Regions from separate parts of the Gasterosteus aculeatus genome. Here region 2 is linked to region 1. The links are chromatin contacts, called in public Hi-C maps. All regions are on one chromosome and are shown on one strand. Each heading gives the region's core, a stretch centred on a gene start, on an enhancer-like site or on the middle of the called end of the contact. The rest is flanking DNA. Distances are from core to core; before and after follow the strand shown. Region 1 holds the start of LOC120828932 (membrane-associated guanylate kinase, WW and PDZ domain-containing protein 1-like). Region 2 overlaps LOC120828932 (membrane-associated guanylate kinase, WW and PDZ domain-containing protein 1-like).

Region 1 (5,832 bases), core at 1,117-3,616:
ACATTATGAAATAAAAGTACCATGAAATGAAAAGTGGCATTATGAAATAAAAGTACCATGAAATAATTAAATGTATTTAATATTTATGTATTTATTGCCTCGTTTATTTATTTCCTGATGTATTTCAAATGCATATTTCATGTATTTACGTATTTATTCATTTATTTAATTTAGACTAAAACGGCATTCCATAATCCAGCGCCGTCTTCCTCTCCTCACATTCAGCTGGTGGCCCTTTCTCTGAATAAATAATAAGCAACCATGAAAATAACCTCACGGTCCGTATTGAGCTTTTGATTCTTTACTTTCTGCTGCTGTGATCGTCTTCTGAGCGTCGGCATGAGGCCATTCGTCCCGATGCGACTCACTTCTCCAGGAACGTTTTTTATATTATTTGGCAAATATGTCAAGCATCGGACAAACAGTTAATTCAATGGTGAGAGAAACACCTCCAGTCTCTTCTTTATGGGGCTGAAGTATCTTTGAAGTTTCTTGTATTGACTCGCTGGTTAATGTTTGATGACCGCGCATCGATTGTGGACTTGCGGCATTCCAGAGGTTCGGACGGACAATTGCCGTCACCCATGAAAACAAACACGCCCTGTGACTCGCCGCTCGGAGGGTTAGCACGCAGCATTTCACCAGTTGGGCCTCCGATTTTTTCGATTTCTCTCGATTCTCTCTAGAACGATTCGGTCTCGATTCAGAAAAGTTAATAATCGGAATTAAAAAAATATATAGAGTGATGCATTCACACAACTATAGAAGCCCATTTCTGCACTAATGTAAGGGGATAAAATTATGAGATAAAACGTTGTCAAAAAACAAACGCCCCCCTTCGGTGATCGTAGTGGACCGTCGATGACAACCAGCTACAACCATCATTTACCATCATTACCGGCACATTAAGAGCGATGCGTCCAGCTCGCAGACCGGTCCGTCAGTCTGAATCTGAATCTCTAATAACTTTACCGAACTATGGAGGAGCCTGCGCAGATCTTACCTCATTATTTCCATTTTACAAAAAGTCGATCCGTATTGAAAGTTGGCGAGATATTCACAGATTTTGACTTTTTTCTGGTATTTTACAAATACGGACCGGCCTGAGACTAAGAGAAGTTTCTTCATTTAAAAGAAAAATGAATCTGTTTAATGTTTTTTTTACAAAGGCTACTTCCATATTGTGTTGAAATGCAAGCTGCGTTGGTTCTTGCATCGTTGATAGAAAATCAGATTTGTGGCAAAGATTTTTTTTTCTCTTGTAAAAAATTAGAGAAAGTAATTCATCTGTTGATTTTCTTTAATTATCAAATAAAGTAGGAAATGATTAGCGACCTCTGAGTAGCAAACTCAGATTTGAGAAAATTCAGAAAATTGAGATGCATCGATAATCGTTTTATCAGTTTAGAATCGATAATCTTTTTAGAATCGATAATCGGTTTAAAATCGAATCGTTGACCTCTGAATCGGAATCGAATCGAATCGTGAGGTGCCAAGAGATTCCCACCGCTAATCGCTATGCAGGTCACTGCCCTCTATCTGCGGGGGGGGGGGGCTCAGAGAGCAGAGGCATGTGTGTCTCACCTGATCCCTGCGACTCGACGCCGCCGAGCGTATTTTCTTTGTTACAATCTAAAGATGCGTTTGGCTTCTGTTCGGTCGGCTTGAGGAGAGGAAAATAAAATGCTCTTGGTAACTTCATCAAACAATGAAAAACACAACATCATGAGAGTAATGGAGGAGCAGGCATGCTTTATTTTGGTGGGCCGGCCAGGAAGTTGCCATTGGCACAACAATCCAGCTGGACTTTTTCCGTGATGTTTTGTGTTATTGCAGATTTTTTTAGGAAATTTACAGCAAGAAAATATCCTCGATTTAACACGTTTATGTTGAAGCTTGAAGCAAAAAGCTACCGTCATGCTATAAAGGAAGTGACATCACCACCAACTTGAAAAGGTGCCACACTCACTCATCTGACCTCATTAACCTCATTGACCCGCCTCATGCTTTACATCACATGCACTGTTTTACACTGAGGGAACAGCGCGTGCATGTGAGTGGCTTCTGATGGGAAGAGGCAGGTTACCACTCAACACCCCCCCCCCCCCCCCTCCTCCTCCTCCAAGCGTGTCCTAAATGAATAAGTGAATAAAAATACATGAAAAGAGAGACTGGATGAAGCTTTATGGTTTAAGTCTAAATGCTGGAGCCTCTTGGGGGGGGGGGGGGGGATTAGACGCGGAGATTCTCTGTAATCCGCGTGCGGGAAGGACTCGGGTAGGTGTGTGTGTGTGTGTGTGTGTGGTCGGGGGAGGATTTTCCCTCAGCAGCAGCTGGACGCATGCGCCCCCCCCCCTCCCCCTTCCACGTCATTCCTCCACCCACAGCGCAGGAGGAGCAGCGGGGATGAACTTGCCTCGTTACCTGTTTAAAGGAGCCGCCGCTCGCGGGAACAGGTGAACGTTTGTTTCTACGACCTGGGAAAGTTTTCTAACAAAAAGCAAAAGGAAAGTGCGGGAGGGGGCGGGGGGGGGGGGGGGGCTGAATTCTATCGGACATGAGGAGAAGGGTCTATTAGACCCCACCGCGAGGGACTGGAGCGCGTGAACACTGACCGAAACAACGACAGAAGAAGCGAAGCCCATTCGGATTCCAGACGTCCCCCGGACGGGCGACGCGTCTCGAGAGGAGGGGGGGTGGGGTGGGGGGGGCAGAATGACACCCGGACGCCCCGAAGTCTTCCGCCCGCTGGGACTACTTCTTTGCTATGCATCGGCCGGTTTTTGCAGCGTTCCGTGGAACTAGCGGGGGTTTCGGTGAGTGCGCGCGGGACCCGAGGGCACCATGTCCAAAGCGCTCCAGAGGCGGAACCACTGGAGCGCCAAAGTGAACCAGTGCCTGGTGGCGCGCGACGCGCGCGGGGAGCTGAACGTGCGTCTCCGCGGCGGAGCGGAGAACGGAGAGTTCCCGTACATCGGGCGGGCCGAGGAGGGGGAGGAGGACGCGGTCTGCCGGGACGGCGGCCCGCGGGAGGGGGAGCTGCTCCTGGAGGTGGAGGGGCTCCCCGTGTCCGGATTACCCCTCTATGACATTTCTAATGCGATGACGTGCTGCGAGGGGCCCGTCCGGTTAAAAACTGTGCGTCAAGGTAAGAAAACCTGATCAAAGTCCCTGGGTCACAGTGTGTGTGTGTGTGTGTGTGTGTGTGTGTGTGTGTGTGTGCGCGTGTGCGTGAGATGAGCACACGTGCACCAGAGTCCCAGGGGAAGATGTTTCATAAATGCCAGCATGGGCGCATCCAACAACACGCTGATGGGTGAAGTAGGGCGGAGGAGCGGGCTGATGTGGAGCGGCTCCGACAGTCCCCCTGCCCTCATTCAGTCCTCAGCATCACCGAGGGGTCGGACCCGGGGGGGGGGGGGGGGGGGGGGTCGGGGGGGTCACGGTATGGCCCTCTTGCAGACTGTTCTTCCGACATGTAAAGCTTTATCGGCCTGATGGGGCCGAAGGAGAATAACGCACGTTATACCCAAATTACCACCGCACCTCACTTCGATCAATAGGAAATCTATTGTACAGTCATCTACAGTTTATTTATCTGTCATGTTGTTCTCTTGCATGATTTATAATCAAATGTTTGTGTTCTACTTGGCAAAGGCTGACTGGTACCTCAGGGACGTTTGGGCTTGATGTTTGCTCCCTAACAAAGGAATCAGCTGATGGCAACATTACACGAAAATAATTAGCAATATCATACAGCATCGACGATATGATTCTACATTTTGGCATTCAAGGGGTGTGTTGTCTATTTACTCGGATTCTTTATGACTGAAAAGTGATCTCATTGTGTACATTTTTTTCCGAAAGCAACATATTTACATTTGGTGTAAATATATTGTGATATTTTCTCTGACCCTCACGAGTTTGTGGGCGGGATTGGTGAGAGCGGGACACCACTCTTGGGCAGCTGCAGTTATTTTTGGAAGTTCCTCCTGCGTGTTGTGATGAGATTGACCCATTGCCACGGTCTGCAGCATCTGCATCTGTCCGAGAGAGGTTGGGGGGGTCGGCGGGTGGTGGAGGGTGTGTGGGTGGGGGTGTGGGTGGGGGTGGGGGTGTGGGTGGGGGTGGACTGGCTTTCTGTTGTTCTTCCTGTCGGCCAAAACCGGATGTTCTGTGTTGTGAAAAATTAAATATATATATATATATATTTTTAATTTCAAGTCGGATTTTAATTGTCTATTCACACAGGCTGAATCTCATTAACCCCCCCAGCAGTGTTGCACCATGGGGGATTTTTAATAGCAATGCTGCGTCGCCCCGACTTTGGGCATCAACTTTTTTTCCCCAGGCGTCTTTGTGGCCTTGTCGTTACCCTCTCACATGAGTCAGTGGATTCTCCTTTTCCGTGTGTGGGGGGGGGGGTCTCCTGTCCGAGCGGCTCACAGGCCTCCATTGTGCCCGCCGGCCTGTCGGCTTCCCATGCAGGACGGAAATGGGTGGCTGGAATCGCCCTCCGTTCCCCTCCAAAGAGCCGTGGGTTCGCATTACGCGCCGTCCCGGTTCGTACGTGGGGGAGGGTTTGTTCTGTGTTAATTATACTTCACCCCCCCACAGGTGTGCAGCTCCCGCCAAGGAATTCAGTAAGAAATCCACCTGAACGATATTCGTGTGGTGAAAAGGTGGAATGAGCCTTGAGTTTTGTGTGTTATTTACATAAAAATGACTTTGATTGGAGTCTTAATTTCTTTTCCCACTTTTCATGTTTTTGACCCTCCGTCTGTAAACATTATTAAGCTGTCACTCTCCTTGTTGTGTGTCGTTACCATGGCTACAGGTGTAATTCTCCTCGTCCGTTTACCGTCGACTTCACAATCGCACGAATTGAAGACCTCCTGGAACTGAACAAAAGTGAAGCCAAATGAGCGAGCTTGACGAGAACGAACTAAAGTGACACGAACCGTCTTTAGGAGGAAATGTATCCTTGCGTCACCCTTTGGTCCGTGGGCTGACGCTCTGTAGCCTTGACTTTGATATTTTGTCTTGTTTTTAGTTATTTTGCAACTCCAAGTGACACGAGAGGTGGGGAGGGGGGGCAAAGTCAAACCAAACACTAAGTATTTGGTCAAGTTACTGGGTAAGTTTGTTGTTTTTAGAATATTATCCCTTATCCTTCTGTCTCATGGGACCTTTGCTAACGGAGGCGCTCGTAAATGAGCAGTTGAATCGTTTGGCGTCATTTCGGGGTTAAAGTGCAAAGAGGGAGTGCGTTCGGACGTGTTCGGACTTTGACCCACCAGTGCAGCGCTTATCTCTCTATCATCGATCGAATCCAGCTCACGTGGGAAAGGTTCTGCTGTCATTGTCTCGTCCCTTGACTTTATTTTAGTCTGATAACGGCGCTTTGCGTCAAAGTGCACACTCTGTGCCCCAGGTCATCGAAACTTTATCAGAATACTTGGTTTATAGTTGAAGCTAAATTCAGTTTGCACTCAGTTTGAGTCAAAATAAAATAACCAACATGAGTGAACGACACACGGCGGCGTCTGCTTGTTTCGAGTTACCTTAAGGTCTGGAGGTTTATGGTGCTCTGATGAGAGGGTTGCCTTGGCCGGGTCAGATCTCCGTGACAAAGGGCCCCCCTGGTCGCCTTAGATCTCGCTAGAGGGGTTGGTGGCGGCCGGCTGGATGCCAGGCATTCCTCAGGGGTGGGGCAACGAGGTCACTCGTAGAACCCGGGTTGAAACATCCAGACCTTTTCATACCTCAAATACTCCTTCCTGCTACGGTTCCAAGCCTCCTCCCCGCTCACTTTCTGCCCTCGGCGCGCTC
Region 2 (5,832 bases), core at 2,147-4,646, 39 kb after region 1:
GTGTGAGCTCGGATATTGGAGACGCTCAGGTCGACACCTCCAGCCAGGAAGGACCTTGTGTCGAACGCGAGCGCTCTGGCTCGTCCAGAATAGAACACAGCGGGGAGGCTAAAGCGGTGATTAGCTTTAACCTCCGCCTTCCGAAGGACATTCGCTCTTCATTTTGAGTCTTTCTTTCGACACGCTTTCGGGCCGCGTTGGGGCGTTGAGCTAACGGTGCTAACAATAGTCCTCCACTGTGGTTTCGCACTGAAATATGTGTTTTTGATTGGTTTGGATTATTCTCAAGCACCACTAACGGGTCGACACTTTTGGCTAATCGGGAAAACTATTGAAAGGGTCTTTGGTAATCCCTTAAATGTTCCTTTGGCGCCCACCAGGAAGTCAAACGGCCCCCTCATCCTGTTAATTATCTCAACATTTACTCTGTTGGATTGTGGGAATTTCTTTTCCCGACATTCATTCAGCTCGGTAACCTTGGTTACGGTTGATCGGCAGCCGGTCTGTGGTCTCCGCCCAACGCTATTGGGCGGATCGGAGGAAACGCAATCACCCTGATGATCCGCTGGCATTTCACCCCGTGACCTTATCTTCAGGTCAGAATCGTACCTCGACTAAAGACGACGGCCGTCACCTTCGGGGGCCGATGTCGGTGTCCATCGACCAACCGTCACCTCAGACGCAGACACAAAAGCCTCCGTCTCCATTGTCTGGCGTCAGCTTCCTTCCACAAAGCGGAAAAAACGCCGCGGACCACTAATCATTAGCTGCGGGAGGGGACGAGGCTCAGGGCACCTTTTTCATTGGTTGTGCCACAAAGGAATCCGCGACATTACGGGCCCCATGTGAAGGATTTAGAATGGATGATCTATTAGCAGAAATGCAGTAAAGCATTCGTAACGACGTGTTTAACCACCAGCAATAAAGGACCAGAAACCTCCAGGAGGCCCCGTGGGTTTCACCGGTGACGGGCTGATAGAAGCTAACCGCAAGCGACTTACAACTGTGTTTGTTTGTTTATCCCCCCTGTCCCCAGGTACGACCCGGGCCCCTCGAGACGGAGAGGTCCCAGGGGTGGATTACAACTTCCTGTCGGTGGAGGACTTCCTGGAACTCGAGGACAGCGGCACACTGCTGGAAATAGGAACGTATGACGGTGAGGATTCGTACCGACGCAGGTGTGCCGATTCTCCCACGGGCACAACGAGCGTAGCGACGCGACGCGCGCGTCCTCCTACATGCAGGCGGGCTGTAAGATTGTCGCTCGGTCGATTCAGATTATGCCTGTTCGTGACGGGGGGGGGGGGGCGGTGCGTTCAGGAGACAGCCGGTCACTCCACATCTGCCCCTCTCACTCTGATTAGGACAGCGCTAAGTCTCGTACCGACACAAACCGTGCTGTGTAAACATCCGTGTGTGTGTGTGTGTGTGTGTGTGTGCGCTTTGTGTTTGCTCCAGAGCATGCGTGTGGTGCACGGCTAAGTCGAGCCCGTGCGTGTTTGTGTGTGATTGTGCGACGTTAATCTGCTTGGCACTGGTTCCGCTGTGTGTTGGCACGTTTCTGCCTTTCACGCGGGCAATGTCAAATAGCCGTCCACAGGAGCCCGTCCACAGGAGCCCGTCCACAGGAGCCCGTCTCCATCCAGACGACACTATTGATTCATTAATACACGGCTCGCGCGGTCTATGGATGTGCGATTGTTCAATCACATTGGCAGAGCGCTGACGGGGAACATCAACACTCGTGGCTGAATAGAAAATGTTCAGGAAGTAGTTTGGCATTTTGGAAAATATGGAAGTGATTTGCTTTGTTGCAGACAGCTGGAAGAGAAGATCAATAGCGATTACGGATTAAACGCGATGGGAGGAAACGTTGGACGAGCTGCTTGCTGGATTTTCTTGAGAAAGCTGGATTAGCTATTTCCGGTCCGAATGCTAAGCTATGCTAACAGGTTGTTACATTTAAAAGCTTTAAAACATATGGCAAACAAAGAGGACATTTAACTAATATTAAGAACATTCATTGGGATATTAACGACAATAAACAAGTAGAAAACACAGGTCAAAGAACAAAATAGCGGAAAGGTTTTAGATTCCCAGAAGGTTTCTGCCTCAACATATTTTTAAATCCCAGAACTAAACGTCTTCAAATCTCCCCAGGACAGTTTTTAGGGTCCAGCAAGGCTCCACCTCGATTAACCTTCTGGTCCCTGAACGAAACGCTTTGACTGTCAGGCTTTGTATCGACCGACAGACATCGAAGTGGCTTCAACTTCTCATGTAGACGCCTTCACCCACCTGGCGGGTTCAAGAGATCCATTTGCATCTATGCTAACAAAGGCAACGAAGCCACGATCCACTCCTTCCATTCTTTCCTTTCACAATAAACAAATACCGTATGTAAAGTACCTGTTGACCCGAGGGAGCAGAAATCCCCTCATAGGATTCCGCTGAAGTTCTAGCAGCTCTGGGACCGTTTTCCTGCAAGAATTTATTTGAACTTTTCAATTTGAACAATTGCTGACTGTCACAGTCTGTCACAAATCGACATCGACGTCGATATGCACAGTTTCCATGAGGAATGTTTAGCATTTTTGCGTTGCTCATTGGTCACGTCCCCGTGTGGAAAGGCCTCATCTCTGGTCAGGATTCCCTGAAGGCTCACATGCTCTGCGTGAGTCCCGCGGGGGCCACGGGGGCCTCTTTCTCTCCTATTCACAAAGAGTGAATGGGTACATTATCGTTACCATAACGATAAAGAAACGTGTTTTTTTGCTGAAACCGTATCAGTCGAAAAGAAAGCTGCTAAAACAAGCGGGGTTTTTGTGAGCCGCTCCATTGTTTAGTGCTCGGTCGGCATTCGCAGTCCAGACAATGCAGCTCAAACACCGACTGGAACTCTCCTGCTCTGCTCAGCTTCCTCGCCTCCTCCCGGCGTCTTTTCCCGCCAACCTTTACGCCCCCCCCCCCCTTTCATTTATTTTTCTTAAATCCCCTCTCCCCTCTCCCTGTCTCGTCTTGTCTCCCTCTGCGGGCTTCTCTCTCAAGCATGCTAATGTCCTCCTCGTTGCCTAGGTAACTACTACGGGACCCCCAAGCCGCCGAGGCAGCCCGTCGGCGGGACAGTGATTGCCGGCCATGCCGGCTCCCAGCAGTCCACCCCGAAGCGCACAAAGTCCTACAATGACATGCAACACGGCCGCGTAGTGCCTGCTGACCACGACGATGACGACCAGGCCTCGGAAATGAACAACAGTTTTACAGGTGAGGGGCGTCGACCTCCACGCCGACCCCCCCCCCCCCTTGTGTGTGTGTGTGTGTGTGTGTGTGTGTGTGTGTGTGTGTGTTTACCACCCTCCGCGCCGCTCTGTGGTGTCTGCCGGTTACATCATGCCTTTGTGGTTCCTTTTATTTTCTTTTTTTCCTCCGTGAGCCTCTGAACACCGCCATCTGCCTGCGAGGAGGGGGAGGGGGGGGGGGGGGGGGGGGGGGGAAGTAGCATCCTCTCCTCCCACAATGCACTTGTGTTCATCAAGTGTTCCCTTTTTCCCTCTGTACATCTTGGCAGAAGCCTCCCCCTCACCTCCCCCCCTCCCTCGCCTCCCCCACACATCCCCCACCCGCCCTGCATGTTATGCTCAATAATTTACATGATCTTTACAAGATCAGTGGTTCCCAACCACCGGGCCGCGGACCGGTAACGGTCAACAAATGGTTTCCTTTTGTCCCTTGCTGCTGAGGAATCTGCCCCTGCTCTGTTTGGCGGGTGGGAGGGGGGGTAATTAGAGAGTGAGCATGTGTGCTTCTGTCACCTGTTGTCCTCTTGCATGCGCAGGTCGTAACCCCCGGCTTTTGTTTCTCCTTCTGTCCTCGTCGTCCCCCCCCCCCCCCGCGTGCCGTGACCCAGGTTCTCTAGTGCGTAGCCTCTTCCCCTCTCCTCTGTTGTGCGCAGGTAACCCCAGCGACCAGGACGAGAGCCGCGGCGGCGGCGGCGGCCCCGGCGCCGCCCTCCGGCCGTACCCCGCCCGCGACAACGCTCCCTCCTGCGGTCTGAACAATGCGGCCGCCTGCACCGCCGAGAGCGGGCAGCAGACGCTGGCGGAGCCGCAGGTGTCCCCGGAGGAGCCGCAGGGCCCGCTGCCCGACAACTGGGAGATGGCGTACACGGAGAGCGGCGAGCTCTACTTCATAGAGTATGTATCAGCGAGGCCGCGGCGCCGCGCGCTCACCTTTCTCCTCTGGAGCACCTCACGCCGCAGCTCATTTTGGTGTTTTTTTTCCTGTATTTTACCTGCACAATTATCCCTTTTGTTCGTCCAGTGGCTTGTCTCCCCCCTCCCCCTCCCCCTTGCCTCCCCCCCCCCTCCCCACCCCATTATTTGGTTTTTTTAGGCCTCCCCAGCCAACCTGCCCAGCCCTCTGGGTGCCGCTGCTTTCCTGTTAATCCCTGCATGTCCCGATCTCTAAAGGAGATCACGTCCTGACTACCTCCACCTCTCTGTCCTCTCCGCAGCACGGCAAAGACACGCCACCCGGACACGGCTGTGTGTTTTCAGAGCTTGTATGTTCATTTCTGCTATCACCGATTTACAGTATGTTCTTGTTTTTTTTTAAACGATCGAGGTCGAGAAGTCGCGGTTGTTTGAGTCGGCTCCCGCGGGCTCGTTTGCCCCCCCCCCCCCTCCTCCTCGCCGCGGGCGCCTTTCTGTCCCTTCTGTAAACTCGCTGACGCGGTTCACTTTCTTATTGGCTGCTGTGCTGGTTTCGTGTGTCTGTTTGACGCCTTGAATGACCCCTGACCTCCTCCCCCCCCCCTCGTTGTTGTCTTGTCTGTTTCCTCTCAGCCACAACACGAAGACCACGTCGTGGATGGATCCCCGGTGCAGAGACAAAGCCTCGCGGCCGCCGGAGGAGTGTGACGACGATGGTAAGCCTCCACCCGTCGCCACAAAGCAGGTCGCCGGCGCCGCCCGAGGCCCCGCGGCCTCCTCGGGGACGCGTTCGGGTGTAGTGAGTAGTTAAAAAAAAAACTAAAAACAAGACAAATGATTTCCAAATAAACACATTTGATGAATTCCAAGTCGTGTGGAATTCTCAGATTGTAGAATTGCTCCATCAAGTGGTGAGAACGTGTTCATGTTCAGCTTTAGAAACTAAGGAGTTTTCTGTCTTCCTTTCTTTCATCCCTGGACTCCATCCCCGTCCCACCTGTCCTCGTCCCACCTGTCCTCCATCCCCGTCCCACCTGTCCCGGTCCCACCTGTCCTCCACCCTACACCCCGTCCCACCTCGCCTCCATCCCCGTACCAACTGTCCTCCACCCTCCATCCCCGTCCCACCTGTCCTCTACCCCGGTCCCACCTGTGCTCCACCCTCCATCCCCGTCCCACCTGTCCTCCATCCCCGTCCCACCTGTCCTCCACCCTCCACCCCCGTCCCACCTGTCCTCTACCCCCGTCCCACCTGTCCTCCGCCCTCCATCCCCGTCCCACCTGTCCTCTGCCCTGCATCCCCGTCCCACCTGTCTTCCACCCCCGTCCCACCTGTCCTCCATCCCCGTCCCACCTCTCCTCCACCCCCGTCCCACCTGTCTTCCACCCCCGTCCCACCTGTCCTCCATCCCCGTCCCACCTCTCCTCCACCCCCGTCCCACCTGTCCTCCGCCCTCCATCCCCGTCCCACCTCTCCTCCACCCCCGGCCCACCTGTCCTCCGCCCTCCATCCCCGTCCCACCTGTCCTCTGCCCTCCATCCCGGTCCCACCTCTCCTCCACCCCCGTCCCACCTGTCTTCCACCCCCGTCCCACCTGTCCTCCATCCCCGTCCCACCTGT

The links. Hi-C and Micro-C count contacts between places; a contact is called where the count stands out from the background.
Region 2: a contact with region 1 is called in a Hi-C map of skeletal muscle, with 1.5 times the contacts expected there. The contact joins the enhancer-like site here to the promoter of LOC120828932 in region 1. A contact is called at or near these places in 3 of 6 Hi-C or Micro-C datasets (liver and skeletal muscle).

Annotation. Positions count from the first base shown.
Region 1 is chr2:2,625,554-2,631,385 of fGasAcu3.hap1.1, forward strand. It overlaps LOC120828932 (membrane-associated guanylate kinase, WW and PDZ domain-containing protein 1-like), which reads left to right and starts at 2,367. Exons shown (of 20, transcript XM_078086142.1): 1 at 2,367-3,148. The coding sequence starts at 2,845.
Region 2 is chr2:2,663,760-2,669,591 of fGasAcu3.hap1.1, forward strand. LOC120828932 (membrane-associated guanylate kinase, WW and PDZ domain-containing protein 1-like) reads left to right here. Exons shown (of 20, transcript XM_078086142.1): 3 at 1,037-1,156; 4 at 3,076-3,264; 5 at 3,953-4,193; 6 at 4,845-4,927. Among protein-coding and RNA genes, the nearest start is that of LOC120828918, 23 kb to the right of the region's middle. Within about 2 kb of position 3,397, at least 2 of the 9 cell types and tissues checked have open chromatin away from gene starts, as enhancers often do.